7 separate regions of the Mus musculus genome follow, and regions 1, 2, 3, 4, 5 and 6 are each linked to region 7. The links are chromatin contacts, called in public HiCAR-type and promoter capture Hi-C maps. All regions are on one chromosome and are shown on one strand. The core of a region is the stretch at or near the end of the contact, and the rest is flanking DNA. Distances in the headings are between cores, read along the strand shown. Region 1 holds the start of Polr3e (polymerase (RNA) III (DNA directed) polypeptide E). Region 2 overlaps Cdr2 (cerebellar degeneration-related 2). Region 3 holds the start of Vps35l (VPS35 endosomal protein sorting factor like). Region 4 holds the start of Cdr2 (cerebellar degeneration-related 2). Region 5 holds the start of Smg1 (SMG1 homolog, phosphatidylinositol 3-kinase-related kinase (C. elegans)). Region 6 holds the start of Rps15a (ribosomal protein S15A). Region 7 holds the start of Eri2 (exoribonuclease 2).

Evidence for each region. Promoter capture Hi-C pulls out the DNA fragments that hold promoters and counts their contacts. HiCAR-type assays count read pairs that join an accessible place to other places. Capture Hi-C pulls out chosen DNA fragments and counts their contacts.
Region 1: a contact with region 7 is called in a promoter capture Hi-C map of pre-B cells, with 4 times the contacts expected there. The contact joins the promoter of Polr3e here to the promoter of Eri2 in region 7. A contact is called at or near these places in 11 of 39 promoter capture datasets (the 3T3-L1 cell line, the C10 cell line, the HPC-7 cell line and 8 more), 2 of 484 Hi-C or Micro-C datasets (B cells and CD4 T cells), 3 of 115 datasets of contacts at active chromatin or transcription factors (the 230-238 cell line, large pre-B cells and pro-B cells) and 2 of 9 other capture datasets (adipose tissue and liver).
Region 2: a contact with region 7 is called in a promoter capture Hi-C map of the 3T3-L1 cell line, with 2.8 times the contacts expected there. The contact joins the enhancer-like site here to the promoter of Eri2 in region 7. A contact is called at or near these places in 11 of 39 promoter capture datasets (the 3T3-L1 cell line, the C10 cell line, the HPC-7 cell line and 7 more) and 1 of 9 other capture datasets (adipose tissue).
Region 3: a contact with region 7 is called in a HiCAR-type map of astrocytes, with 2.8 times the contacts expected there. The contact joins the promoter of Vps35l here to the promoter of Eri2 in region 7. A contact is called at or near these places in 5 of 39 promoter capture datasets (embryonic stem cells, hippocampal neurons, liver and 2 more), 1 of 115 datasets of contacts at active chromatin or transcription factors (astrocytes) and 2 of 9 other capture datasets (embryonic stem cells and pancreatic islet).
Region 4: a contact with region 7 is called in a promoter capture Hi-C map of pre-B cells, with 6 times the contacts expected there. The contact joins the promoter of Cdr2 here to the promoter of Eri2 in region 7. A contact is called at or near these places in 11 of 39 promoter capture datasets (the 3T3-L1 cell line, the C10 cell line, the HPC-7 cell line and 7 more), 1 of 484 Hi-C or Micro-C datasets (B cells) and 1 of 9 other capture datasets (adipose tissue).
Region 5: a promoter capture Hi-C map of adipose tissue shows a contact between it and region 7, with 3 times the contacts expected there. The contact joins the promoter of Smg1 here to the promoter of Eri2 in region 7. A contact is called at or near these places in 2 of 39 promoter capture datasets (liver and pre-B cells) and 1 of 9 other capture datasets (adipose tissue).
Region 6: a promoter capture Hi-C map of pre-B cells shows a contact between it and region 7, with 4 times the contacts expected there. The contact joins the promoter of Rps15a here to the promoter of Eri2 in region 7. A contact is called at or near these places in 2 of 39 promoter capture datasets (liver and pre-B cells).

Annotation. Positions count from the first base shown.
Region 1 is chr7:120,915,487-120,919,460 of GRCm38.p6, reverse strand. Polr3e (polymerase (RNA) III (DNA directed) polypeptide E) reads right to left here and starts at 1,683. Exons shown (of 21, transcript NM_025298.4): 1 at 1,551-1,683. It overlaps n-TLaag4 (a tRNA gene), which reads right to left and starts at 1,944; the gene lies at 1,863-1,944.
Region 2 is chr7:120,960,625-120,964,640 of GRCm38.p6, reverse strand. It overlaps Cdr2 (cerebellar degeneration-related 2), which reads left to right. Exons shown (of 5, transcript NM_007672.2): 3 at 3,983-4,016. Among named protein-coding and RNA genes, the nearest start is that of Cdr2, 20 kb to the left of the region's middle. Within about 2 kb of position 1,355, at least 21 of the 459 cell types and tissues checked have an H3K27ac peak or open chromatin away from gene starts, as enhancers often do.
Region 3 is chr7:118,738,086-118,741,861 of GRCm38.p6, reverse strand. Vps35l (VPS35 endosomal protein sorting factor like) reads right to left here and starts at 1,591. Exons shown (of 31, transcript NM_027815.4): 1 at 1,087-1,591. The coding sequence starts at 1,187.
Region 4 is chr7:120,980,158-120,983,950 of GRCm38.p6, reverse strand. It overlaps Cdr2 (cerebellar degeneration-related 2), which reads left to right and starts at 1,639. Exons shown (of 5, transcript NM_007672.2): 1 at 1,639-1,974. The coding sequence starts at 1,899. It overlaps Mfsd13b (major facilitator superfamily domain containing 13B), which reads right to left and starts at 1,442. Exons shown (of 8, transcript NM_001374644.1): 1 at 1,221-1,442.
Region 5 is chr7:118,242,241-118,246,227 of GRCm38.p6, reverse strand. It overlaps Smg1 (SMG1 homolog, phosphatidylinositol 3-kinase-related kinase (C. elegans)), which reads left to right and starts at 2,591. Exons shown (of 63, transcript NM_001031814.1): 1 at 2,591-3,023. The coding sequence starts at 2,938. 4930583K01Rik (RIKEN cDNA 4930583K01 gene) reads right to left here and starts at 2,321. Exons shown (of 2, transcript NR_027879.1): 1 at 2,263-2,321; 2 at 677-1,500.
Region 6 is chr7:118,114,194-118,118,269 of GRCm38.p6, reverse strand. It overlaps Rps15a (ribosomal protein S15A), which reads left to right and starts at 2,123. Exons shown (of 5, transcript NM_170669.2): 1 at 2,123-2,134; 2 at 3,024-3,161; 3 at 3,406-3,485. The coding sequence starts at 3,029.
Region 7 is chr7:119,792,657-119,796,583 of GRCm38.p6, reverse strand. Eri2 (exoribonuclease 2) reads left to right here and starts at 2,526. Exons shown (of 9, transcript NM_027698.5): 1 at 2,526-2,666. The coding sequence starts at 2,644. It overlaps Rexo5 (RNA exonuclease 5), which reads right to left and starts at 2,462. Exons shown (of 20, transcript NM_001370778.1): 1 at 2,373-2,462; 2 at 2,082-2,208. The coding sequence starts at 2,204.

The DNA of each region.
Region 1 (3,974 bases), core at 434-2,933, 1.1 Mb before region 7:
CTGCAGACCAGGCTGGCCTCGAACTCAGAAATCCACCTGCCTCTGCCTCCCAAGTGCTGGGATTAAAGGCATGAGCCACCACTGCCCGGCTCACCAAGTCATTTTCTGGATGCTCATTTTCCTTATATGTAACCACTGCCAGTCCTTCCAGGATTAGACGTGTTCCCTGACAACTCAACTGAAACAGCCGCTTCCAGCCCCTTCCATTACAAGCATAATTCCTTATTTCCTGAATGGTCCTAAGCTGGAACTTCCTGATCTGCTTGCTGGTCAGGTGTTAGCTGTCCTCTGTACTAGACTTTAAACTCTACGAAGGCTTCTCTATGCTTCACATTCCTGGACCATTAAGTGGAGATAATAATTATACTTGGTCGTGGTTATGGGATCATTACTTTTAAAATTAAAAAAAAAAAATCACAGTTCTTTCTCCCAAATATTAATGATGCCAGGCATCAATATAGTACCAAATAATACTCTTCTCATTAGCTGTGCAAATCAAAATTTATAGTGCCCAACTTCGAATTGGTTTACCCAAGGTCACAGCCCCCCAAGAAAACAGGTAAAGAAATCCAAATCTAGCTGATGCCAAGAGCCTTGGTTTTATTCTTAACTAACATGCTGCACATCTCTTTGGTAAAAGGCAGTATGGTGTAGTGGTTAAGAGGTTGGACTGCCGTGCAAAACCTTACAGGTTCAAATCCTACCTCTTCAATATAGCAGCTGATTAGCGACGTGAATTGCATAACCCTGGGTCCTTTCCTATTTTAAACCACACACCGGCTTCAAAGGGATAAGGCGAACCTAGAAGGACTGTTGCTACGTGGCAACATGTTTTCTTCCAATATAAGACCGAACAAGACAGCCACAAATGAAAGAAGCAGGAGTGTCACCCATCTTACACTCATTAAAACACCGTAGCACGGGAATCATATCCCCATTTCACAGATAAAGGTATGATCTTATCTTTTCGCTCCCAAACCCAGGAACTCTAAAACAATATTCCAGGATGACCCGGTATGTGCACCATCCCCCGTTACTGGAAGGTCCCCGGGTCCACGAAGCAGTCGCCACTCTGCTTAAACACAGATCAATGAATGAGGCGTCCCGGGCCCGCTCGGGCTAAGCAGAGTTGACCAGGTTCAACGACCCCTGCCCATGCAGGCGGCCCCGAGTCCAGTGGCTTTCTCCATGTCGCCGGTGCTCAGGCGCCCTTCCCACTCTTCCGAAAGCCGCCACGCCACCGGGCACCAGTGCCCTCGCAGGTGCGGTTCGGGAGCCAGGCCCGGGCGGGGCAGCGCGGCCGAAGCCTGAGTCAGCGCGGGCCGCACCGCCGTCGTCTCCCCACCGTCCAGCCGAACGGAGCGACCCAGGCCCGGGGCGGCCTGGAAAGCCGGGCGGCCACCTTGCGCCCTGCCCTGGTCCCGGGAGGCCGCGGCCCCTCGGCACGCAGCGGCGGGGGCCTGTCTGGCCTAGTCAGCAGCGCGGCCCGGAGCACCGAGCGAGTGCGACGGCTGCGACCCGGATCCCGAGGCTGCCGAGTCGGGGCTCACCTCTCCGCCGGGGCCGCGCGCGGGCGGCGGAACGGCCCAGGGACCCGCGGGCTGCAGAGACGGCGGCGGCCGGGTCTTCTATCAGGCAGCGGCCATGTTCCTGCTGGAGAAACTCCGCCGGACACGTGGGGGGAGCGGGGCCGGCCCTCGCGCTTCCTCTTACCCACAATGCCCCGCCCCGGCGCGCGCGGGACCGCCCCTTCGGCGAGCTGCTCGTGGTGCAGAGAGCGCACATCGACAGCAGGGGTCGCCGCTGCGCTCGCAGAAGGAACCTAGAGCGAAAGACGCTGAGACAAAAGAAAAAGCCTGCCTTGGCAGCGGTGGGATTCGAACCCACGCCCCCGAAGAGACTGGAGCCTTAATCCAGCGCCTTAGACCGCTCGGCCACACTACCCAGCTGTTGACGTCGTTTTCTAAGAAGCTACTTATTGGATTGACACGTATATTTTCTTTCGATTCTTGGAGTTATATTTATTTATTTTATTTCCTGCCGATAGAAATTGCCATAAACAATATTATCATCATGCCACTTATTGAAATAAAAGTATTTAGATGCAAGCTTGTTCCAAATAAGTTTTAAAGCAAAGGATAGTTTATTTTGCGTTCTGAGTCAGTTGGTTAAGGTGTCAGGTTAAGCCACTCAGACACTCAAAAACCCGAATTCGATGTCTGGTTCTGTCAGTAACTTTCACCAAGCTCTCAGAGCTGAACTGTAACCCCAGGTCTGCAGAGTTCTATCTGAAAATTTACGTGTTTAAATTTTTAGTACACAAACAATTTTAAAACTTTGCAGATAAAATATATTCTTTGTAATATTCAAAATAAGATTCTTCGAGCTTTGACTTGCTCTAGTTTCCTAGTACCCAGCATTATTGGCTGATTGTACATCCTTTCTGCTCTTTTGCTGTCAATGTTTATCTCCATAGAAAATAGTTTTGTTCATATTGTGAATGGGTTGGTATATAAATATTAACACAGTAACACATAGAGATATACAGCTGGCTGGTTTTTCACTATACTTTTGATTTATTTTCTGTTTTGCTTTTGTTTTTAACCAGACTTTATTTTTAAGTATCTTTGCATGTTAATATGCCCATACAGACTTTTACGTTTACTTTATTTATTTGTTTGGGAGTGGGGAACGGGCGGGGGCGGGCCGTGGAGGTCAGAGGACAACTTGCCTGATGAATAAGTTCTTTTGTTCCACCCTGTGGGGGCGTCTTAGGTTGTCAGGCTTCGAGGCAAGTGTGTTTACCTACCTTCTGACCGAGCTATCTCACCAGCCCTAGATATTTTAAAACACTGAAAAAGATGAAAAAAAAAATAGTCACACACACCCCATATTTCCACCACCTAGAATTAAACTCATTTCTGCATTTACATTTGAACATGCATACATATTCATTTGTTGTTTAAACTAAGGTTCACAATGCCCAGGCTGGCTTTGAACTACGTGCATTGATGAGTTTGAATTTCTGATCCTCCTGCCTGCACTTCCTAAGTACCAGAATTACAGCCTTGCACCTGGCCAATATGGCATTTTGCTTCCAATTATTTTCTTGTGTACATAATTTTTATTAAAAGTTACACAAGTAAGGCCTTCGAAATGGCTAAGCGTGTAAAAGCATGTAAAAATCCCTGGGACCCACATGATAGAAAAAGAATCATCCACAAGCTGTTCTCTGTCACACATACTCACACGATAATTAAGTAATTAATTAATTAAGTAAGATACACAGGTGATAAATGTAATGTACACTTTAAAACTGTGTCTTAAAATATGGGCTAAGAGATGGTAAGCACACTCCTTTAGTACCAGCACTTGGGAGGCAGAGGCAGGTGGATCGCTAAGTTGAAGGCCAGCCTGGTGTACAGATGAGTTCCAGGACAGCCAGGGCTAAACAGAGAAACCCTATCATGGAAAAACTGTGTGTGTGTGGGGGAGGGGGTGGGGTGGGGGGTCTGTGTGTATATCTGTGTGTGTCTGTCTGTGTGTGTCTGTGTGACGTAATGGTGCATATCTATGGTCCCAGCCATCAGGAGGCAAATGGCAGAAGTTTTTAGCAGATTTGAAGCTAGCCTGGTCTACACGGTGACAGACTATGCTCCAGGCTAGACTGGTCTACATGGTAGAAGTGTGTTTCAGGCCAGTCTACATAGGACTACATAGGATATTCTGTCTCAAAACAAAAATAAACAAAAATTTAACAATATCCTGGACTATGAGAGTAAAGTCCACCACATTTTTAAAAATCCTCTCACAAGCACCCTTCCAGTTTACAAATAATATGAATTTGACATGTATCCTTCTAATAATTTTGAAAACTACATGCATAAATCCATGAGCAATATAAAGTGTGCTTTTCTGTGTTATCACAGGATACCAACACCTTGTTAAAACTTTTCTCCCATATTATGTTTTTG
Region 2 (4,016 bases), core at 106-2,605, 1.2 Mb before region 7:
ATGAGGGCAAGGTGCTGTGTAGACAAGAGCAAGTCCTCTGACAAATGCATTTCATATGTGGGGATGAGGACAAACCATCTAGGTCCCTGCAATTGTCTTTCAGGTGAATCTTAGCATTGCATATACAAAGTTTAAAAACTAATTCTAAATAAAGATGACAGTAGCTACCTCTTCCTGAACACTTTGATCATTTGTCAGATACCAGAGTGGACTCTGTATATTAACCTTCATGTAAATAAATGCATATGTAAGAGGACAGTTTAACAGGAGTAAAAGGTGTATTTTGATATTCATACATCAGAGATACTCAAGTGAGTGATTCTCTTAAGAGGTGGCTTTGGAGTTTATCTTACACACGGAGATAGATATTCCTGGTTGGCAGCCTCACTACGTCTGAAATGAACTACAATCTAGAAATGGAGGGCACACCTGTGATCCAGAACTTAAGGCTTGAAGACACAGGCTTTTGATCCTCTAAGTGTTGGATGACGAATGCTTTTGATCTGGATCTTGAGGCATAGCGGCCATGAAAATCTTAAGCTCAGACAAGGAGGTACATGGCTTTAATCCCAGGAGACAGAGACAAGCAGATCTCTGAATTCAAGGCCAGCCTGGGACAGAGTAAGTTCCAACTAGAGAAAAGCTTAGGTCCAGGTGTAGTGGTATACACCTTTAATCTAGGCCATACCTTCTGCAGGAGGCTGAGATACGGGCAATAGAAAAAGGAGGAAGGGTTTGTTCTTTTTGCCTGTTACAGTTCCCTGCCAGTTCATCTGTTGGAACCTACTCCTTCAGGATTCCGTCTTATAAGAAGACCAGCTGAAACAACCCAGCCTATGAGTCTGAGCAACTCCTAGACTCTTAGACTTCCCATTCACAGTTGCCCACTGTTGGGTTAGTTGGACTGCAGACTGTAAGTCATTCCAATAAATTCCCTTAATATATACAGACAGTCCATAAGTTCTGTGACTCTAGAGAATCCTGCCTAACACATACACTGTAATGCAGAACAGTATATTCTTGGAGCAGGGATTAGATGGAGGAAAAGGACTTGGACTCTAAGTGTGGCAACTTAGTGGAGGACAAGTAGATAAAAACTAGTAAAGCTTTTGGGTTGGATTCCTCTGGTGCTGACTCCTGGCCCAGAAGAGTCTGAAATTGTGCTCAGTGGTTAGCTTTCATTCTGCCTGACAGATAGGGAGGGATAAACATGGAGGGCACACAGCTTTCCTGCATCTGTTTCTTAACCGTCCTTAAGCCAAAAACAACACATAGTCTGAAGCCACATATCCTGGTTGTATATATAGTAATCTTTATAGCCTCATGAGGTCCTGATGAGGAAATCATAGAAAAATTCGCAATGTCAAAGGGCCTTCAAGCCTGTCCTGTGAGCTGGCGTACCACTTCCTCCATATAGCTCTGGTCTTGACCTCACTAAAAGACTCCATTCGTAAACTGACTTTTCATATGTTCCCTGTGGGACAGATCCGTCCCATGTAGAGGATGTAGGAATAGTCTCTTTGTAAATAATTTGTACCTGTTTATACGTTTGCCTTTTTTAAGGTTATTGTGCATCAAACCCAAAGAATACTTAGGACCTGATATAAATTATAAACTGTCTTAAAAATGTTTATAGTATATATGCATTTATTTTGAGTGAGTGTGTGTCTGTGTGTGTGAATATGCAAATGTGGGACAGCAAGTCTGTGGAGGTCAGAGGACAGTTTACAGGAGTTAGTGCTCTCTCTTCCACGGTGTGAGCTCTTGAAATTAAAATCTGGTCATCAGGCTTGGCAGCAAGTGCCCTTACCACTGAGCCATCTTGCCACCCTAATCATATATATTCTGCTTACCCTAACTAAGCACTGGACCCAGTCCAGTAGTCCTAAGAAATTAAATACATTCCTGTGGATGAGCCAAGGGCAGAACCAAAAGCTTTCTTCCACAGGTCTGAAGTAGTTTCCTGTCAGAAGTTGAGTGGTTAGTTTTCACAAGGGATCATGAGAAACTTGTGAAGGTTCAGGCAGCAAAGAATAAGTGGATTTCCCTAGATCCCATGCTGTGTCTGTCTAACTTTGCTTACTTAACATGTCAGTTTGGCAGTTTCTAACACTACAATGGCTTACCACTTCTGAACCCCAGACAGTCGACTGAGGTCTTCCCCATAAAGTTTACAGCAAATTTATTTGTTATCAGCGAATCTTGAATTGATTTGAGGCTGTTTGTAATATTCACACTTTTTGATGCCAAAGTATCAGTGCTGCCCAGACCTCACAGGGGTGTTAAAAACATGTTTTGTTTGGGAATAGTGATGGTGGTGTTAATTCAAAGAAATTTTCAGAACACTTTTGGCCCTGAGATTCGTATGAGAAAGTTAAAGAGTTAAAAAGAGGTTGTTAGCTCTGTGCATGGCCACTGATATAAGAATCTGAAAGGGGCTACATTGGATCACTGAATATCAGTTAGCTCTGTTTCTTGAAAGAAGACTGTTGAAAGCCAGTGCAAGGGTTGCACACCTGTAGTCCCAGTACTAGGAAGCTGAGTCAGGAGGGCCAAAGGTCAGAGCCAGCATGCCTGGGATAGATAGCAGACGTTTTCTCAAAAAACAAAGGTCACTTGGCTCTGGTGGTACTTGAGGAGCTGGTTTCAGGAGTGTTTGTAAAGTCAAATCTGCTGCTACCATATGGTTATACTCCAAACCCCCCTCTCCCTCTCTTCTGGTTGTGTCCAGAGGAATGGGCGTGTTGTGTTTGGAATATGCTCCGCTTTAGTGTGTCCAGGTAGGAATGGGATGGAGGGGCCGGGTGACCTAGCTGTGGTATTAAGACTGCGCTTATCCTCCATCTTCAGAAAGCAGTCTTAGCAGGACCAAAATAAATAACCTGCTAAGTATCTCAAGAGTAAGGATAATAGAGATAACATTCCTGTAGAAAGAGGTAACAAGATTTTGATATATATTAAAGTACCTGGTAAAATTAATGTATTTTTCACTAGTTTTGTCTAAAATGCCTCATTCAGGAAAAAAAGATTGATTTTTTTTTTTTCAAGCAAAAAACCCATCAAAATCCTCTACTTTAAGCTTTTCCTTCCTTTTTCCTTTTGGTTAAACATATATTTTAACCTTTTTTGCTTTTTAAAGATTTATTATTTGTATCTGTATGACTGTTTTGCCTGAATGTGTGTACATGCACTTGTGTGCGTGCCTGACGCCTGCAGAAGTTGGAAGGAGCAGATCCCCTGGAACTGGAGCTAAGAGAGGTGGTAATCTGTGGGTTGGATGCTGGCAGTGGGTCGTCATGTCCTCTATAAGAACAAGGGCTCTTCACCACTGCCATCTCTCCAGCCTCTGTTAGACACAGTGCTTAAACTTTTATCATGTTTTCCAAGTTTTCGTGAGGGATTATCATATTTCCTTTTGGGTTTTCCTTTTGAATATTAAGCATATCGTTCGTAAAAGTAGTCTAGACTCATGGAATGTCAGAGTTTTGGGAAGTATTAATGGAGCTAAGCACATTGAAAATAGCTTGTGCTGATTTTATTATTAAAACAAGGTAGTTTTGTTGGGATTTAATATTCTCTTTTCCATTAAGTAAGCTGATGACAACAGTATAGTAAAAAAAAAAAAAAAAAAAAAAAAATTCACTTTTGGTCTTTGTCCCTGAATCCTGGCTTCTTAAAAAGTCTTCTAAAACCATTGTTGTCCAGAGTAATAGGATGACGAGAGGCCCACATTATTAGCTAGCCAGGAGATATGTGGGCAGAGCATCAGGCAACTTTAGTTATCAAAGCCTTTGACAAAACTCTAAGGCTGTGGAGCTTTTGGGCTGGCAAACACATCCCCATGCCAGGCGGGTGCTGAGCCCACAGGTGAAGCCCGGCGCCCTCACCTGGCTTTAGTTGGTGTTGGAGAACCATAGAATTGGTGTTAAGTGTGCAGGTTATCTCATCTGCTCTGTGACCTGATCTGACTCCTCTTTTACAGTACCTGACCAAGCAGGTGGAGCTTCTACGGCAAA
Region 3 (3,776 bases), core at 342-2,841, 1.1 Mb after region 7:
AGCTCCCTCATGCATCGACAGGAACAATCACCGGGAAGAAGACGGACACAATTCTGTCTCTCTCATTAAAGAACACGAAGTCAGTGGGTAAAACTGAAAGATGGGCGTGCACTCCCACACACTTGCTCAAGAGAGACGGCTACAGAGACCATAGGCACGAGCAGAGCTGGGGTCTCAGCAGTATGGAAAACGAAAACATCCAAGGTTAAGCCAGCACAAGCAGGTGAAGCCAACCCACGGTGTGATACGGCACCACGCTGACGTGCTGTGTCCTTAAGTGGTCACTTAAGAGTCTGCAGGGTGGAGTGAATTAAAGTGTCCGGCCAAAAAGCCAGAGGGTTGATGTTGGTTATGTTCAAGGCCTAGCGCTACAAATTTCTTTCATGCTCAAACGCAGAAATTTTGCCCCTGAGATGCAAGGTCTCCAACGTCCAACCACATTATCATCCGCTTATCCTATGTGGGTTCTTTATCGACACAAATCACCTGTGACAACCTAAAGGTCACCTCACTTCTAAGCACAAAAAGGCCCGTATGCCAGTCACTTGGGTACACACTATTCCTTCCTGCTTGGTGAGCTCGTATGCATCCTGCAAGACCCAGTTGAAGGCTCTTCTCTGCAGTCTACCCAAGCCGCCAGGGGAGTTGACTGACTGCCCCCTCTCTCCTTTGGGCGTGTCCTCTCTCTAATACGTTCTACTACGTTGAACAACGAGGTAAAGAAGCGTGTCTGGGGACCCTACATAGAGTAGGGTGAATGGTCCCACTTTACAGATGAGAAAGTCTAAGGAGCTCAAGGAACAAGCGACCAGGTCTCCCAGGTGCAGACTCCGGGCGAATTCATCCCCTTCCCCAGAACTCCCAGGCGTGCCAACGTCTCCCAAGGAGGCGGAAGCCTTGGATGGAGTCCGTCTGAGTGAAGGAGCTGCGGAACAGAGGAGAGGAGCAGAGTACTGACAGCGGTTCTGCTCTTCCGTAGTCCTGACAGCCCGGGCGGGGACGGAGGCCACCGATCCCAACAAGGAGGACTGCCCACCCCCACTGAGAGGAGCCCTCCCCGAAGCCTACTAGCGGGTTTTTCCTTACCAGGGAAAGACAGCCATCTTCCCAGTCACATGATCGCCTGTTTTCCGCGTCCAGCCCCTTTTCTCACATCCAGGGAAGCTCGGCCCCGCCCCAGACGCCATGATTGTGAAGGGCAGCTTCCGCTCTGAAGATCCCGGGCTCCGTCATCCGCCATGATTGTGAGGGGCAACTTCCTCCGGATTCCGATCCTCCGCAGTTGTATCGGGCAATGGCCCGGCAAAACCCAAGCTCCGTCATCGGCCTTGATTTTATTTTTTCTTTTTATTTTGTTAATAGAAATCCATTTACGTCTGCCTCCGAATGATGGGATTAAAGGCCTGCATCACCACGCCTTGCTTAAATCCCATTCGTATTATGTAAATATGTGCACGGAGGTCAGTGGATAACGGACAGGTGTTGGTCCTTTCTTCGCTTGGCACTAGATGCCATTACCTTCTGAGCCATCCCATTCACACACACACACACACACACACACACACACACGATGCCATTACCTTCTGAGCCATCCCATTCACACACACACACACACACACACACACACACACACACACACACACACACACACACACCGCCCCCCAGTCTTGTAAGGGGTAAGACGCCACTGGCTGCTTGGCCCGCCTGCGCCCTCTAGTGACAAAAAGGAGTGCACACACCCATCCCTGCTGAGGGCCAGACACAAGTGATTATGAAGTGAATTCTGTTTGGTGTGGGTTCTCTTCATGCTTCGTAAGGATGAACACTTTGGGCATTTTCCCCCCACTACTGACAATCTACGTCCGAATACGGGCAAGCAAGTTCTGTTCTTGACCACAGAACTTTGGCGCTCCTGTTTTAAGCCCCACCCCACCCCACCCCCATGGATAAATTATGATAGGGTGACTGCACTCAATGCACTTTGCCCACTCCCTTCTCAATAGAAACTTCTGGAGTATCTATCATTAATCACTTGTTTTTGGAAAACTGATGCTCAAAGCTGGTGAGTGTCAAACTCTAACTCAAATAAGAATGGATTAAGACTGGGAAATTAGCAGACTGTCTATTCATACCATCCTGGTTCTACTCCCAAGTGCATTTCCTTATGGAAAGAGCAGCATCCTCTTATGCGTTCTGGAAAAGGCAACGGAATATACTTTAACTAGGACTGACATTTTCAGAGTCCCAGTTTCTTCCTCTGTGAAACTGAGCTAACTGCTAAGGTGACAGGAGGTTATAAAATCCCTGTCTCCGGGGCAAACCTCAGATGCTGTAGTTAGTGAGGCAGGCAAGACAGGCTGCTCTTGGTTGGCCTTTGCTCTCAGAGCCTTTCTCTCTGTAGCGCTGACCCTGGTCTATAACAGAGCAGGGCATCTACTGTAAATGGGCATGCCACTTGCCTGGGGACTGTAAAACAGTGGCTCTGGGATAGTTGTGTGTACAATTCTAGGGGACACTGCTGTTGGTGGTTCCTTTGAAAGAATGGTAGCAGTTTGGGTGGTAAGAAGCAACTATGAGGCACTAAAGGCAGGGGACCAATTGTCCTTCGTACATTCGTCAAACCCATCCCATCTTATGTATAAAATAGATGATGGGGAACTATCATAAAACAGGCTACATTTCTGGAAAGGATAGATAACTAAAGGGTTCTTCTTACCACATGCTAAGACCATGGTTTTGTGGCATCTCTGTCAGTGTCCCTAAAGAACTGTAAAATCTGGGCTGGAGAAATGCGTTATCTGGTAAGCACTTGCTGTTCTTCCAGAAAACCCAGATTTGATTTCTAGAACCCAAACTCACAACCATCTGTATCTCCAGTCCCAGGGGATCTGATGCCCTCTTCTGGCCTACAGAGGTACATGTGGTATAGAGACACACATACAGGCAAAATATTTATATACATCAAATAACTAAGTCTAAAAAAAAGAATCTTTTAAAGAAACTGGAGAAGGGCCATGGAAAAACACTGAATATAGAGAGCAGTTTTAAATGGAAACATTTTGTTCCTTTGCTTACATTGTTGTTGAAAATGGTTTTACTTTGTAGTCCTGGCTGGCCTGGAGGTATTGGTCCTCTGCCTTAGCCTGGTAGGTGCTAGGGTTGTTGGCATGGGACACTGCACTCAGCTTCTAATTGTGTGTGTGTGGCATGTGCACATGTCTGATTGTCCATGTATGAGCATATGGAGGCCAGAGGTCAATAGCTAGTATTTTCCTTTATTACTCTCCAACTTACGTTTTGAGACAGCACACCTTTCTCCCCCTCTCCCCCTCCCTCCCTCCCCTCCTCCTTCTTCCTCTCTCTCTCTCTCTCTCTCTCTCTCTCTCTCTCTCTCTCGTTCTCTCCCTCTCTCTCTTGTTCTCTCCCTCTCTCTGGCTTTCTGTCTGTCTCCTTGAATTTGAAGCTGTGAATGGCTGGCCAGCAAGCCTGTCAACGCTATCCCCACACAGAGGTATTTGGGTTGCAGGTGCACACCTTTTGCCATTTTGACACAGGCACTAGGGATCTAGAAAGTCTTCATGCTTGCACAGCAAGCGCTTTGTCCAGATGGCTCCCCAAATCCAATTTTTAAATCTATTTATATGTATTGGTGTGTTTCCTGCATGTATGTTGCTGTATCATGCATATATCTGTGGAGGCCAGAAGAGGATTTCAGGATACCCTGAAGCTGGATAATTGGGAGGTCACCATTGAGTGCTGAAAATCAAACTGGGTCC
Region 4 (3,793 bases), core at 390-2,889, 1.2 Mb before region 7:
TTTCTTTGATTCTCATAGCTCTTTGAGCAAAGAGGTCATTTCTCCCCTAAGTGGTGAGCTAACGCCTGCTTTGCTAGTACAAACTGTGGATAGACAATTAGATTTCTAACCCTAGGTTCTTGGTACCTTAAGGTCTATTAAGGAGTCTTTCTTAAGGAATGAAGAGGAAAATCTCGCCAGAACAACATTCCTGTAGGGACAGGGTTTGATGGTTGTGTGCCTTCTATCCCAGCACTCTGGAGGCAGAGCCAGCCTAATCTACATAGTGTGCTAGGCAAAGCTGGGGCTGCACAGTGAGACTCTGTACAAACAACAAACCAACCTCACAATGGGGAGGCTTTCTTGACCTTCACAAGACCATGTTCCCAGGAACAGGTGCATGTTACACTGATCTGAAAAGGAGCATCTTAGGACCCACAAGAATGATGGAGAGTGGCACGCCTAAGGCATCGTTAGCACTGAAAAAAGAAATTAGGGTGAAGTATTCCTTCCTCCAAATTACCCGAGATCTCAGAGAAATAAAAGTATCTCTGAGGATTTGTAGCTTCTTCCTAGCAATTTCTCCTGTTTTAAGCCATAGTAATCTGAGTACACTATTTTAAGGCCACAACTGGTGCTTTTTTTGGATAAGGCAAACTTTCAACTGCTTTCCACTTTAGTTCGGGTGACACTCCGGATCTGTGTGAAGGAGTTAACTTCAGGAGGTTTCTACCAAATCACTACTGCCAAACCTGAGTAATTACTCCCCTCCCCCCCTCAGTTGTCACAGTTCTTCTCCCGTCCTCTGTAGATGCTATCAGTTATAACATCCCCTCCCCCCCTCAGTTGTCACAGTTCTTCTCCCGTCCTCTGTAGATGCTATCAGTTATAACATCCCAAACATCTGCGCCGACCTTTCTGCCCTCTGAGAGTTTCCCTAAGTGAGGTACCCAAATATATTAAAAGTTTAACCCAAGAAACAGTAGTTACGGCTGTGTTAACAAGCTGACGCCGGCAAGCTGGCCACCAAGTGCAATGCCTGATCTTAGGTATTTATCCTGGGCTCTATGAACCTTTAAGAAATTCTATGCAAAACTGTGGCAACTTTTCTCAGGGGAGGCGGCTTCCACTGGCCAGCCCGGGACTCTGGAGTGTGAAGTGGGGTTGGTGACTGCCCTTTTAGGAGTTCATAGCCAGGCCCCTGGAAGGCCAGGGCTCCAAGATTGAGGAGCAGCTCTCACTCAGTAGCGTTCTCTCGGCTTTAACTTCCCGACGGACCATGAGTCTCCCTCCGAGCATCACCGAGGGCAGAGCCAAGGAGAGTTGGCCCGCATCCGAAACCCTCGGGTGGGAAGATGATGACCCGTGCCCAGAATTAGTAGTCCTCGGCACCCGGTGTTCGCCAAAGCCACCTCCACACTCCGGAACTGGAGTGCACTCAACTGAGGAGACGCGACGCAGACAAAAGAGGAGGGGCTGCCGACCGCACCCTCTTCGTCTTTCCCCGCCTCCTTTGTTCCTTCCTAAGCTATTATTGGCTGATGGTCCTCGGACCCGCGACCTTTTTTGATATTCTATTGGCTGAAGTCGCTGTCACTCTATAGGCGGCTCATTCGTGATTGGTCAAGGTGCCTCCCGGGTTTGAATCGTCTCCCCGGCTTTGGGAGGGTTCTGCCAAAGTGCCACGTTGGGCCGGGCAGCAGGCGTGAGGAGCCGGCTCCCGGCGCCACCCGGGGCGCGCTCGCTAGGGCGCCGGCCTTTGGGCGGCGCGGGATAGCGGCGAGAGCTGCTGCGGGACCTGCGTGTCCCGCCCCAGGGTGGCTCTGGCTGAGGGCGGCGGGGCCGGGGGAGAGCCCGGGGCAGCGGCCGAAACGGCAGGGCGGCGGCAGAGCCCGCTGCCCCCGGACGTCCCCGGCGACATGCTGGCAGATAACCTAGTGGAGGAGTTCGAGATGGAGGATGAGCCGTGGTACGACCACCGGGACCTCCAGCAAGGTGAGGGCGAGGTCGCCGGTCGGGAGGGGGGGGCGGGATTGTTGGGGTGGGAGTCCGGGGGTGGCAGGTGTGGAAAGTGCTAGAAAGTTCCTTAGGCTGGAGGTTTGGGATGCCGCGGCCCGGTGCTTCTTGCCCTCACCTGGCAACGGATCCGCCCATCCCGACCGCAGAGAGCAAGCGCGCGCGGCCCACGGCCCTGCGGGTGCGCCACACAGGCTGATGCTCGGTGCTTTAAGAAAGCGCTTGCCGGGTATGAGCGGATGGACCTCTGAGGTGGGCAGGAGTGGACCAGCTTGTCCTGCTCTAGAGGCGAGCTGCTGGCCTGGGTCCGGGTCGTGCTGCCCTGCCTGCCCCACATCGCCTTTCATGGTCCGCAGAGTCTGCAAAGCCGCTGCAGGTGGTGGGAGGGCAGTGCTGCTGTGCGGTACCCGCGCCATCTCTCTGTGAGAGTAAATTTTTTTTTTTTTGTCCCGTTTTCCAGAAAGCAGAGGCTAAAAGATTTAGGTGGATTCCCTAAAGCCGAGTATGAGGAGCCTGTAGACACTGTTCAGTTTCTTAGCATCCCAGTTTACAGCTTACTCAGTTGGGTATTAAACTGTTTTGTTTTGTGTTTTAATTTATTACTTAGCCATCGTTCATCGGGGGCTAAATGAAATTATTCGAGGGCAGCTCTTATCATGCGCTTATCTTTCTTTCGGGTTTTCAATTAAAAATAATCCTGCCTTGGTTTTCTTGCATCGGGGCATCTCCAGAGACAATCTCAAGAGTGCCCCCAGTCTGAAGCCAGTGGCCCATTTTCTTGTACATTCATAGCAGGATTTTGTGTTTGGGGACACTGATAGGCCGGCCCTCAACACCCTGGTAGGCTCCTTTAATTCTCCCAATAGCATAAGGTGCTGCAGTAGGTACCTCTGGCTGAAGAAGATACTGTTGGGGAGACTAGGTATTCACGGCAGACCCCAGAGTAGACATTGTTAACCACCATGCTGAGGGATCCGCAGGAATCCTTTGTGCTATTCTGTATAATGATCTCCACTCCAAACTTTTTGGGAAAATTAATATCTCTTTTGAGTTGGCTACTAAACACCGCCTCTTGTTCACAATTCAACTGAATCTGATGGGGGAAAAATTCGGGCTTGAATGATCCATACTTAGAAAAAGAAAACAGGTAGCTCTTTGGAGAGATGCTAATTTGTTTTTTGTTTTTTTGTTTTTTTTTTTGTTTTTGTTTTTTTGGTTTTTTTAATCCTGTCTGTCTTGATTTCTTAATGTGAAATGACCTAAGCCCACATAGATCCCTGTACTGCTATAATTGAAGCTGACTAGCAGTTACAATGCCGATTTGCCATCACATTTCTCCATGTCCACAAGACAAATTTGTTAGACATTTAGCCTACTTGAGATTTGCCCCATAAGGATTGATGACCTACTTTGATACTTGAGGACTGAAGCAACCATCGTGCGATTGCTTCTATGAAAGCAATTCATATAATCCAAGCAAGAGTTTTTTCTTTGCCATATTTAAGAAGAATCCAAAACCTTCAAGGACTGGCCAGTCTCCCATGTCTAACATCATATATAACACATCATAATAGAAACTTAATTTAGTATTTGTTGACCTGAACTGAGGCTCTCACACAAGATTAACGTTTTCAGCTCTCCTCAATCCAGAGCCCTAGTCTACCCAACAGCCAAACCCCCGTCTCCAGGAGGTTATCAGGAACCAGCAGTTGTACTATCTCGGTCTACTGAGTGGTAAACAAAATACGTTTGGTGCTATGTGTGGCACTCTTAACTTCTGATCCAGATGAAGGTGTCA
Region 5 (3,987 bases), core at 1,342-3,841, 1.6 Mb after region 7:
GTCTCCGATTCCCCAGCTTAAAGGTGTACTTTACAATACAGGGCTCAAGAACATACACTGCTCTTACAGAGGACCTGAGTTTGGTTCCCAGCACCCACTGGCTGGCTCCAAACTGCCTATAACTCCGGTTCCAGGAGATCCAACGTTCTCTTTGGACTAATAGTACCCTATTAGTATTTGCTACTCCCCACTCCTATAATTAAGAATAAAATACTTAAAAAATACTAGATTATGTGTTTATCATTGCTTCTATAATTAAACATATAAGTAACAAAACAAGAATACCTTCTAAAAATCCAGGCATGGGGCTGGAGAAATGGCTCAGCGGTGTTCTTACACCGGTTTCTCTTCCAGAGGTCCTGAGTTCAATTCCCAGAAACCACACGGTAGCTTAAAACCATCTGTAATGGGATCTGATTGATTCCCTCTTCTGGTATGTCTAATGACAGCCACAGTGTACTCATATAAATAAAATAAATAAATCTTTAAAAAAAAGGCAAAACCAGGCATAATGGCACATGCCTGTAAATCCAGCACCCAAGAGGCAGATGCAGGAGAGTTATGAGTTGGAGCCCAGCTGTGCTTTTTAACTTATGCACCTGGTGGGTCCCTTCCTTGTATCCTTTTTTCAGTGAGAAGTAAATTGGCATTTATGAAGATGCCCAGAGCAATTTCAGTATGGAAGCAATCTTATTGAAGTAACGATCATTATTTTACAGCACTGGCGATTGAACAGGAGGCCTCAAACATGGTAGGTGACCAAACTGCTGCAACACTGAACTACTTTCCAGCTCCATTATTGATTTTTTTTTTTTTACAGTAGGTTGGTGACCAGGCCTGGGTCTGGCCAATTCCTTGTGGGAATTTCTGTCTTGAGTCAAAGATCGTATTTTTCAGAAGACTTTCCCCCCACTTCTTCTGCAATGGTGGGCAATGTGGGTGGCAGAAAGAGAAAAAAAATCATTTGATTGTCTTTTGGAATAGCAGGATCCTCCTTCATTGACGGATTTGTGGGCATACTCAGGATCAGATGGTGGAAAAATGTAAGGGATATACTCATAGGGAGATATCGCCTGATAATTAAGTACTTTAGTGATAGTTTTATTTCTTGGGGGTTGGGTAGGCAGTGTCCCATGTAGGCCAGGTTTGCGGAAGGTGAGCCTGAACAACTTCCGGTTTCCATTTCTTGAATGCTAGGGTTACAGACACATCGTCATGCTGCATTTATGGGGTGCTGGGGATGGAACCCAGTGATTCGTGCTTGCTCCTGCTTTGAGCATTCTACTTTCTGAGCCATGTCCTTGGTAACAATTTTGAATTACTTAAGTGATGTATACATACTTCTCTTGTGAGGCAAAACGATGGATGGCCTAAAAACTTTATGTGGAAAAGGTTTAAATACTTGCTTGATGTGTATCTCGGCTATTTTTAAAGTTGAGCCTGCAGCTAGGGAGATAGCTCAGTCATTAAAGTGCTTGCCCCGCACACACGAGAAACCACCTGAAAAAAAGCCAGAAATGGTGTCACCGTTTGTAAAGCCAGCGTTGAGGAAACAGAAGATTCGTGGGGCTCTCTGGCCAGCTAGTGAGAGAGAGACCTTGCCTCAAAATACATGGTAGCTGGAGGCTTATGAGCAACACTTGAGGTTGTTCTCTGTACTTCACATGTAAACACGCACACAAAGGAGTATATTGCGTTCACATAATGTGCCCAGTGCTTTATCGAATTCTTTCAGGAGAGTGTGGGTAACAGGCCTCTTACTACTAGAAGGAACCAGATTACAGAGCACAGTTCATGGGGCAGGAAGCAGGCGTTGTTTTTCACTTTTGGAAAATATGTACCAGGACTGCATGACATTTCAGGTAGGGGTTGAAAAGGTGTCGCTTTCACTTCCCCTTCCTCGATTTTACTATTCTGACTTTTTCCCTTAAGACGGTGGCAGGCAGGTGGACGCACGTGAGCGCCAAGGGCACATCTGTGTGCGCGCATTAGCGCTCAAGGGCACGCTCCCCCTCCTGTCCTCCATTGGACGCCTGTTCACACCTGACTGCCGGTCCTCCGAGTGTATGGGAGGGCGTGTGTGGACCCGGGGTGGAGATCCCCTCTCCCATGATGCCCCGCGACGAGTCCACATTGCTCTCTACCACCCGCAGACAGAGCTGCTGCTCAGGAGGCCCAGGGAGGTCCGCTCGGGTCCCTGCTCTCCAGTAGTTCTCGCCTTCTCCTCAAAGCCCCACCCCTTTTAGCTACGCGAACGCGGACCTCGCCTTGAAGTCTAGGCTCTCAGAACTCCAGTGCCTCTCGAGCAGGTCCCGCCTTTTGACTTTCGCCCCTCCCCTCTCCAGGTTCAGCAGCCACAGACCACGCCCCAACTAGTCCCGCCCTTCTTCTCCAGGCTTGGGGCGCGCCGGCACCGCCCCTCCTAGGTGACCCTACCCCTGTCATAAGCCCCGCCTCTAGTCCATATTCTGTGACCAATAGCCCCGCCTTTCACCCCGAGCCCCGCCCCTCTCCAGGCTCCTAGGGCGCCGGCACCGCCCCTCGCTCCCAGCATGCCGTGCGGCAGCGGCGGCGCGGCGGGCGGAGCCGGGAGGCGGGGAAGCCGTGGCCGTGTGAGCGTGAGGAGCCGCCGCCACCGCCTCCTCGCTGTCCTCGTCCTCCTGGGCCCCAGCGTCGCGGGCCGCGCGCTGCCCTGGAAGAGACGTCGCCTCGCCTGCCTCCGCCTCCCCCTCGCCGCGCCGCTCCCGCCTCCTGCTCCTGCGTTGCGGGCTCCAGCGGAACCCGGAACGGCCGTCCGCCTCCCCCGCCCTCCGCCGCCCCCTCCGCGGCTTCCTCCTCAGCCCCGGGCCAGATCGCAGTGTCGGCGGCGGCCGGTTCAGGCGGCGACTCGCGCTTCTTCGGGCGGCGGCGCTTGGCCATGTCGTGTCGGGGAAGGTAATGAGCCGCAGAGCCCCGGGGTCTCGGCTGAGCAGCGGCGGCGGCGGCACCAAGTACCCGCGGAGCTGGAATGACTGGCAACCCAGGTGGGTGACCGCGTCGAGCCTCGCCTGGAGCTGGCCGAGGCCTAGGCCCGCGGGACTGGGAGGCGCGGCCTAGGCCCGCGGTCCCTGGAGCCGGGCGCGGCTTCCTGGGTGTCCTCCGGGCCTGGTCCGGCAGGAAAGCTGCGGGCAGCGGAGGCCTCTGTGCCCGGCTGGCCGCCTCAGCCGGATGGCTGGAGCAGTGGCTCTGAGCTTGGGTGGAGGAGGACGTTCCACTGCCGTCTAACTCCAAGTTGAGATTTGAGGTCCAGGAACCCTCCCTGTTACCTATTAACTTCCTCGGCTCCGCGTCCAGTCCTCATGCCAAAGACCACCTTAACTCTGCGTCCTTCTGGACTCCCACGTGTTAATTAATGTATTTTAAAAGCTGAGAACTCTACCGAGGTCTTCCTCTGACTTTAGACAGGATGTTAGTCGACCAAAAGATGAGATTATGGGACTGTGAATGAAATCGACACAATCAGGCACTGGGGCATTTTAAGTTTTCCCCAACTGCAGAAATAGTTTTTCTGGAAACAGTAATTTCCCAGGGCGCTTTGGAGTGAATTTGTATTCTCAGGAGTAGAGAAATTTCGTTTTGCATGAAGGAATTGGAGTCTGGTTGGATTTAAAATATTAAGAGAAAAATACGAAAGAAAAACTATTTCTAGTCAGTTCTTTCTGATTATGGACTGGTTATACTTAATGTAGGTTCCCATTCTTTGCTGAGTAAAGGCTTCAAGTATTCAGAGACTACTTGAGCTTTAACAGTGCCTAGGACTTCCTAAATGTATAAAACCTGTCTTTCAGTAGAAGTTGATGTATTCTTTGAAGTACACTCCGTTGTTCAGAATGGCCACGTGAATGGAAAGCGTACACTTTTTGGTGTTGGTCTTGCTTTCTAGTAGATCCTCCTAATTTCAGAACAGCTTGGAAGTGGAGTATTTTAGAAGTTAGTGTGTTACATTTT
Region 6 (4,076 bases), core at 874-3,373, 1.7 Mb after region 7:
TAAGTGTCTGTAAGGTGTAGTTAAATGCCAGCAGCTCATCTTTGATTAGTTCTAATTTGCCTCTAACAAATCACAAACGTGAGTCAGTTTTTACTGGGTTCTTTTTTTTCCACTTCCCTCCAGCCCAGCCACCCCAAATTTCCCAATTTCTATACAAGTGCACACACATACACACACCCCCTCTAGGAGCTCATCAGCCTGGGGCCATCTAGATTCTGTGGCACACCAAGGTCACAACACTGGGATCAGCTAGCCAAATCCCCACAGAACTAACTAGGATCTCAGATTCATTAACTACCACCCCTCCCCACTGCTGCTTTGATCTGAATTCCTGAAGTCATTCCTATTGGGTCCATGTTAAGGAAATTGGGAGACTGGATGTGAGTTTGAGGTCAGTCTGAAATAGACCTGTGCTCAAAATCCTTATAAACCTTGGGAAAGCCTGTGGTCCTTTTGTGGGGTGAATTATGACTGGGAATGAAGACTTCCCCTGTTGTGAGAGAAGATGAAGGGGACTCTGGCGGCCAGAGCATGACAAAGATGGTTCTGGCGGGCCTTTTTCTTCTCCCTTCCTCTTTTCTAAAAACTATTAGGTTACATTCCTAAAGCTCTCTTATTTGGTCACTTATTTGCTCACTTCCTTCTGAGGCTGACTACCAAGGTCCAGCTTTCAAAGGATGGAGGTCCAGCAACCAAAAGTCCCCTTGCAGCTACCCTAATTAACGTGTCTAACCAGAGTTAGACACTTCATCCTAACAAGAGGTTTTTTCCCCCTTTACCCTCATAAACTGTCGTTTGCTCAAGGGCCACACCTGTCTCCTCTCTATGCAGAGGCAGTTCTTTGTTCCCAGGACTTACATCCTTTCCCTCCCTCTCCCTTGTTCCCCTCTCCCTCACCTTCTATCTCCTGTCTTTGTCTCTCATTCCCTGTCCTTTGTTCCTCTGGGGGAAATAAATCTTGTGCCAAACACTGCTGAGCACTGCCACATTTGTGTGGTCTCTCAAAAGCTCCTCTGAGTGGTTCTATCATCCCTGTTTTAGAGATGGAGAAACTGATTTGTCCATTCAGTTTTTTCTTCAACTATATGTCGAGGACCTACTATGTGGCAGATGCTTCTCCAGACTTAGTGTGAACAGCAATGAACGAAGCTTCCCGAACCTCTGTAGGCTTGAAGCTTAATGGTCCAGGCTAGGAGTCAACAGATTCACTTGAGGTGTAACCCCAGTTACAGAAGTGAGGCAGACAGATCACAGGGCTGCATAATAGGAGGAGGAGGAGGAGGAGGAGGAGGAGGAGGAGGAGGAGGAGGAGGAGGAGGAGGAGGAGTGTAACCCCAGTTACAAAAGTGAAGCAGACAGATCACAGGGCTGCATAATAAGAGGAGGAGGAGGAAGAAAAGTGGACCTTAAGCCGGGCATGGTGGCACACGCCTTGAATCCCAGCACTCAGGAGGCAGAGGCAAGCGGATTTTTGAGTTCGAGGCCAGCCTGGTCTACAGTGAGTTCCAGGACAGCCAGGGCTATACAGAGAAACCCTGTCTCGAAAAACAAAAAAACAAACAAAAAAAAAAAAAAAAAAAAAAAAGAGAGAGAGAGCGAGAGAAGCGGACCATGGCAGTAATCCCTGTTACTAGTCAAGATTTTCATGACTCCGGGGACAGCATTGGGCCACTACTGGTCTCCAAAAGCCAAATTCAAGCCAAACCAACCAAAACAATAATAACAAAAGCCAAGTGCTGTGATGTTTAATCTCAGCACTGGGAGGCAGAGGCAGGTGGAGGCTAGAAGTCAGCTTGGTCTTCATAGTTCCAGCCCAGCCGAAGCTACCTAGTGAGTTTCATTGTGGCAAACAAAACTAAACGCAAGAACCCGCAGTGGCGTTAATGCCAAAACCCTAGAGGCTGAGGCAGGACTGCCGCGAGTTTCAGAGCGACTAGCAGCCCACCATTTCTAGTTTCATCTGCCCCTCCCAGAGGAGGCCCCGCCCTCGCATTGGTTGTCCTATAAGAAATCACAGGGTTTTGGGTTTTTTTTTTTTAAGTGTGTGACCATGAAGTCTCGCGATAGCGCTTCCGCTTCCCATAATTCCGTGCGTTTGCCCGGCCCACTCTCTTTCTGCCATCTTCCCTCGCCGGTGAGTGAGTGTTTGTGAAACTCCGTGTTCATCCGTGTGGTATCTGTGCCATCCCTTTACCCCGTGTTCGCTTTCGGAGTCCCGTGGGCCTATAGATCCCTGCAGGGGCCGTAGTCTCCGTCTGCCGGGGTCGGGGGCTATGGGTAGCCCTTTGCGGGAGCCGGCCCACTGCAACAGGCCGGGCTCGGCTCGGGCCGGCGGGGACGGTGGCCCGCGTGGGCCCTGCAGCCTCCGGTGTCTGCGGGAGCTCTGGAGTCCCGAGTGTCCCACGCGGCCGTGGCCAGGGTTGGCGCGGGGAGTTAGGCTCAGCCACTCACTGCCGAGTTAGGGAACCACGTCGTGGTTTACTCTTGGCGCGTAAAATACGCCTTGGCAGCGTCCTGAGGAGCCGTGGAGGTAGCCTATGGGTTGTGGCCGTTCAGTAGGCTGGCTGGGCTCCCTGTCACGTACTGCCTCTTCTCCCGAAAGGGGGTGTGTGTGTGTGTCTGTGTGTTAAATGGTTACCTGTAAATGAGTTAAGTCGCGTTAACCTCTTGACACACTGCTGGCTTTGAAAATCTTGGCAGACGGTGCCAGAACTTTTTCCTAATGACAGTTCCCGCACCCCCACTTTCAGTTTGGCTAGCTGGTCGGTCCCACCATTTCGAAGGCTATCTTCTGTGTGGTGAGGCTCGGCTTGTGTCATTCTCTCCCCAGCTATTTTGTGTGGTGGGTGGTATGAATAGGAGTGTCTTGGAGGGCTAGACTCTGAAGAACAGTGCTGAACAGTCGGGAAATTGTAGTGAATTTTTCCTGGTTCTTGGGAATGTTGCTTAGACCTAGGAAAAGCTAATGGGGGTAGGACAGCATGATTGGGTGTTGATGCAAACCCCGGCTTTTCTTTCCACAGCCACCATGGTGCGAATGAATGTTCTGGCGGATGCTCTCAAGAGCATCAACAACGCTGAGAAGAGAGGCAAACGCCAGGTCCTCATCAGGCCATGTTCTAAAGTCATCGTTCGGTTCTTAACCGTGATGATGAAGCACGGTGAGTATTGGTGTCTTGGGTTTTTGACAGTGCTGGATCTGGGAGGGAAAGACAGTAACCGTTCAAGAAAAGAATGGGTGTGTTGATGCTAACTCCCAAAAATTTTTATGTGATACGGAGCTTTCAGAATTCTGATGCAGAGACTCAGATGAGAGAAAAATCTAATAGGCAAAAAGTTAGTGTTGGCGTAAAGGTTTAGGTCTCAAATTGATGTCTGGTTTGACGCTGGTCACTTGTTTTATAGGATACATTGGTGAATTTGAGATCATTGATGATCACAGAGCTGGGAAGATTGTTGTGAACCTCACAGGAAGGTTGAACAAGGTAAGACATCTTGCTTCTCAAATTGCAGCTGTCTGCCACTTCACAGTGTTGTCATTCTTGCTCTACTTCCCTGATTTAAGGAATTGGCTAAGGCTATGCTTCTGTTTTAGTACCCACATTTCACTTGGTGTCTTTGGTTACTTGTTCAAATTATTGGTTAGTTTTGTGTGGGATAGAGCTAAACTCTGGTAACGCTGGAGTGGGAAACTGCTGATTTCAGTAGCTTAAACTATGGCTCAGTGTATGAATAACTCAGTCTTGTACTGGTGGTGTGTGTGGCCTGTTTATTTTCAAGATGGAAGTCTCAACACATAGAGAGGTTGATCTATACTCTGTCAAACTGCTGTATTAAAGTTACACGATGCACTTGTCCAGTGGTGTGCTGGCTTTTAATAAAATTGTTAATCTTGAGTAAGTGGCTAAGAGTTCATGGTCTGTTGGTGTAGGTTGTAGCTGTCTGAGTTCTAGGCTGCTCGTCAGTTTTAATTGTCATCAGCATAGCCAAATAGACTTTCTGACTCCATGGTTTAATAGCAGTTTGGGGCATTGTCAATAAGCTAGTGATAGTGCGGAAGAGCCTTCTGATCTGTA
Region 7 (3,927 bases), core at 1,277-3,776:
CAGCCTTATTTATAATAGCCAGAAGCTGCAAAGAACCCAGATGCCCCTCAACAGAGGAATGGATACAGAAAATGTGGTACATTTACACAATGGAGTACTACTCAGCTATTAAAAAGAATGAATTTACGAAATTCCTAGGCAAATGGATGGACCTGGAGGGCATCATCCTGAGTGAGGTAACCCAATCACAAAAGAACTCAAATGATATGTACTCACTGATAAGTGGATATTAGCTCAGAAACTTAGAATACCCAAGATATAAGATACAATTTGCTAAACACATGAAACTCAAGAAGAACGAAGACCAAAGTGTGGACACTTTGCCCTTTCTTAGAATTGGGAACAAAACACCCATGGAAGGAGTTACGGAGACAAAGTTTGGAGCTGAGACAAAAGGATGGACCATCTAGAGACTGCCATATCCAGGGATCCATCCCATAATCAGCCTCCAAACGCTGACACCATTGCATACACTAGCAAGATTTTTGCTGAAAGGACCCTGATATAGCTGTCTCTTGTGAGACTAGGCCGGGGCCTAGCAAACACAGAAGTGGATGCTCACAGTCAGCTATTGGATGGATCACAGGGCCCCCAATGGAGGAGCTAGAGAAAGTATCCAAGGAGCTAAAGGGATCTGCAACCCTATAGGTAGAACAACATTATGAACTAACCAGTACCCCTGAGCTCTTGACTCTAGCTGCATATGTATCAAAAGATGGCCTAGTCAGCCATCACTGGAAAGAGAGGCCCATTGTACATGCAAACTTTATATGCCCCAGTACAGCGGAATGCCAGGGCCAAAAGTGGGAGTGGATGGGTAGGGGAGTGTGGGGGGAGGATATGGGGGACTTTTGGGATAGCATTGGAAATGTAAATGAGGAAAATACCTAATAAAAAATATTAAGAAAGAAAGAAAGAAAGAAAGAAAGAAAGAAAGAAAGAAAGAAAGAAAGGAAGGAAGAAAGAAAGAAGGAAGACTGAGCAAGTCCTGAGGAGCAAAGTGGTAGGCAGTCCTCCTCCCTTCCTGGCCTCTGTATCAGTTACTGCCTCCTGGCTCTTGACCTGAATTCTAGTGAAGAATTGTGAATAGGACTGTGATCTGGCTATGAGAGCTGAGATAAACCCATCCCTAGACAAGATGATTTTGGTTATGAGGTCATGGTGTTTTATCACAGCAATAGAGACCCTAACTTATACAATGGCCTTGAGCTAAGGTTAGGTATTTACTATTAACCACTTTTTTGAGTTTCTGTTCTAGGGACTGAATTCTGGGCACATGCAAGGCAAGTCCTCTATTACTGAGCCACACTGCTGACTCTTAGCCACACAGTTTTGAGAAATTTCTTTGTACTACATCATTTCTTAGAACTTTTAAGTGGGGATCACCATACTCCCATTTTACAACAAAGAAATGAAGAAAGAGGTTTAAAAGCCACAGCGGGAATGCAGCCTCCGAAGATCAAGCTTTTTAATCTCTGGACTACCGTTTCCAACCCAGGGGACTTTACAAACATCCATCTGCTTTCTAACCATCCCCACCCTAATCTATATTTTTCCCTATCAGTCAGTTATATAACCACAACTTTAACATGAGAAAATGGTTCAGGCTAAGTGCATTTTTAAATATGTAATGAAAATTTTATATTTAAAATTCTCTTTTCGATGAAACATTTAAAAATACAAATACTAGGGCAAACATTCTTATTACTGGTATCATTCCTCCATCTAATCATTTCCCCAGGATAAATTCCCCATCAAAATGACCATTCATTTTTACTTCTTCATAAATATTGTATAAAAACAAGAGAATCCTGTTTAGGTGTGCATGGATATTCCTGAAATATTTTGTTATACGGATCTTAATAAATGTTTGTTAAATGAATATTCTGTGTACCAGACACTAAGTCAGTTTTAAACTATGGAGAGAGCCTGGACGAGGTGGTACAACCAAGGGAGCAGAGTTGAGTGAGGTCAGTGGGTGAGCCCTTACCCTTCGGCAGGGACCCTTCGGGTGCTGGCGAAAGTGACTCCCAGCCACAAGTGACTTCGGGCCAGCCTGCTGGGCTCTCTCCTCTGCTCACCTTGGCTTGTGGCTCGCGGTCCTGAATATGCGAAGGAGGTCCATCCCGCTCTGTAGCCGAGGCCGAGGAGTTCGGGGCCTCCTTCCTCTTCCTGGAGTTCGCCTCCTCCTTCTCTTGCTCCATCAGGCTGTAGGGGAAAGATCAGCTGGAGCTGAGGACCCCGCGGCGACCAGGAAACCGTGTCGCGGCCTCTCTCCAGCAAAGCGCTAGACAGGAGTGACGGTTGGTTTGTCTCTTGAAGCGGCTCAAACCAGTTTACCACTCTTGGCCCTCGCAAAAAAGGCCACAGACCTACGCCTCCTTTCCTCAATTTAAGCCGTCGCGAAGTTTAAAGCGCTCCCTGAGGCGCGTCGTGCGCAGAGCGAGGGGCTCCCGGTCCTCAAGCCTCTGTCCACGCCCCCGGGTCCCGAACCGCCCCCTATGCAACGCCCACAAACCGCTGGCGACGGCCGCCGCCGCTCTACAAGCGCCCGCTTCCCTTGCCGCGCCGGCGTTTAAACAGACCGGAAGTGGGGGCGTCCGACTTCCGGCCGTTGAACTCTGCGAAACCCAGGGTCCGGGGATGGCGACCAAGAGACTGGCGCGGTACGTTAGGGGGTTCCCCTTAGGGTGGGCGGTGTTCATCCGCAGTCGTTTGGTCTGGATCTGAAAAGGGCCCTGGTCTTCTCGGGCCCCACGTCGCCATTCGCGACAAGTTGGAGGAGCCCGAGAAACCCCGGGTCCTCCCTACCGTGGCATGCTCTATCAGGTCTGTTCATTCTAGACCCCTGGGACCTGGAACGTGACAGCTCTGCACACTGTTCTCAGGCAGGTGCCACTGCGCCCAAGTGACCTGCCTAGTCCAGTTTTATTGTCAGAATTACCACAGACTCTCTCAGGTTTTTTGGGGGGGGGTGGGGGGGAATATGCTGTGCACAGATTTTTGGATGCGTTGTACACATTTGTTGAGATTGTGGACACAGTATCAAACTTACCAGGCATAGTGGAATGGACCTACAATACCAGCATGGAAAGTTGGAGGCCAGCCTGGTCCTCATGGTGATGTTCAAGCAGGCGATGGCTAAATAGTGAGACTGTCTCAAAACAACAACAAAACCAGATTCAAAACAAAACCCCTATCTGATGTATTAATGAATAGCATAGGATTCAAGCGTGAAAAGTCCTGTCAAAGGTTAACATACTATGGCCATCTTTAGGCAAATCATTTACTTTTCTCTTGCATAAAATACAGGTTGCAGACATGTCTACCACCTAGAATTGTTTAAAAGAAGTCACCATCCTAATTAAATATTTGCTGAAGAAGTGACTAGTAAATGTTAGTTTTTCATTCCAAATCCCTACATTGGCCTCACGTCTTGTCTTTTTCAAATAGCCAAAATAACTATTCCAGGTGTCTGTCTACTTAAAGTTGTATTCGTCATCATTTGGGATCTTCCCTTCTTTGGACTGCAGTGTATTGCTGTTGGGAGGTTTGTTTGTTTTGTTTTTGTTTTTGTTTTTAATCATAGATTACCTTTCAGTAGTACTCTGGTAATCTTTCTCCCCTCCATTTTTAGAGTTTAAGCACAGGCATCATCCCCTTGGTACATAGCAAAGGCTTGAAAAATACATCTTTATAGTCAATTCCTCGGTACTACTATAAAACGTGAACAGGTAAGAGTAGTGTTTGTGAAGCCCGCTCAGGTAAAATGGACACTAAACTCAAGAGAGGATGGCCATTCGCACAAGGACCTAGGACTTTTAAAGTCTAGCCCTCCTTTCCTTCAGTCAGTATGCAGCTGTTGTTTGAGGCAGGGTCCTGCTGTGTGCTGTAAGCTGTCCCTCAGTTCAGTTTGGCCGTGGCCTG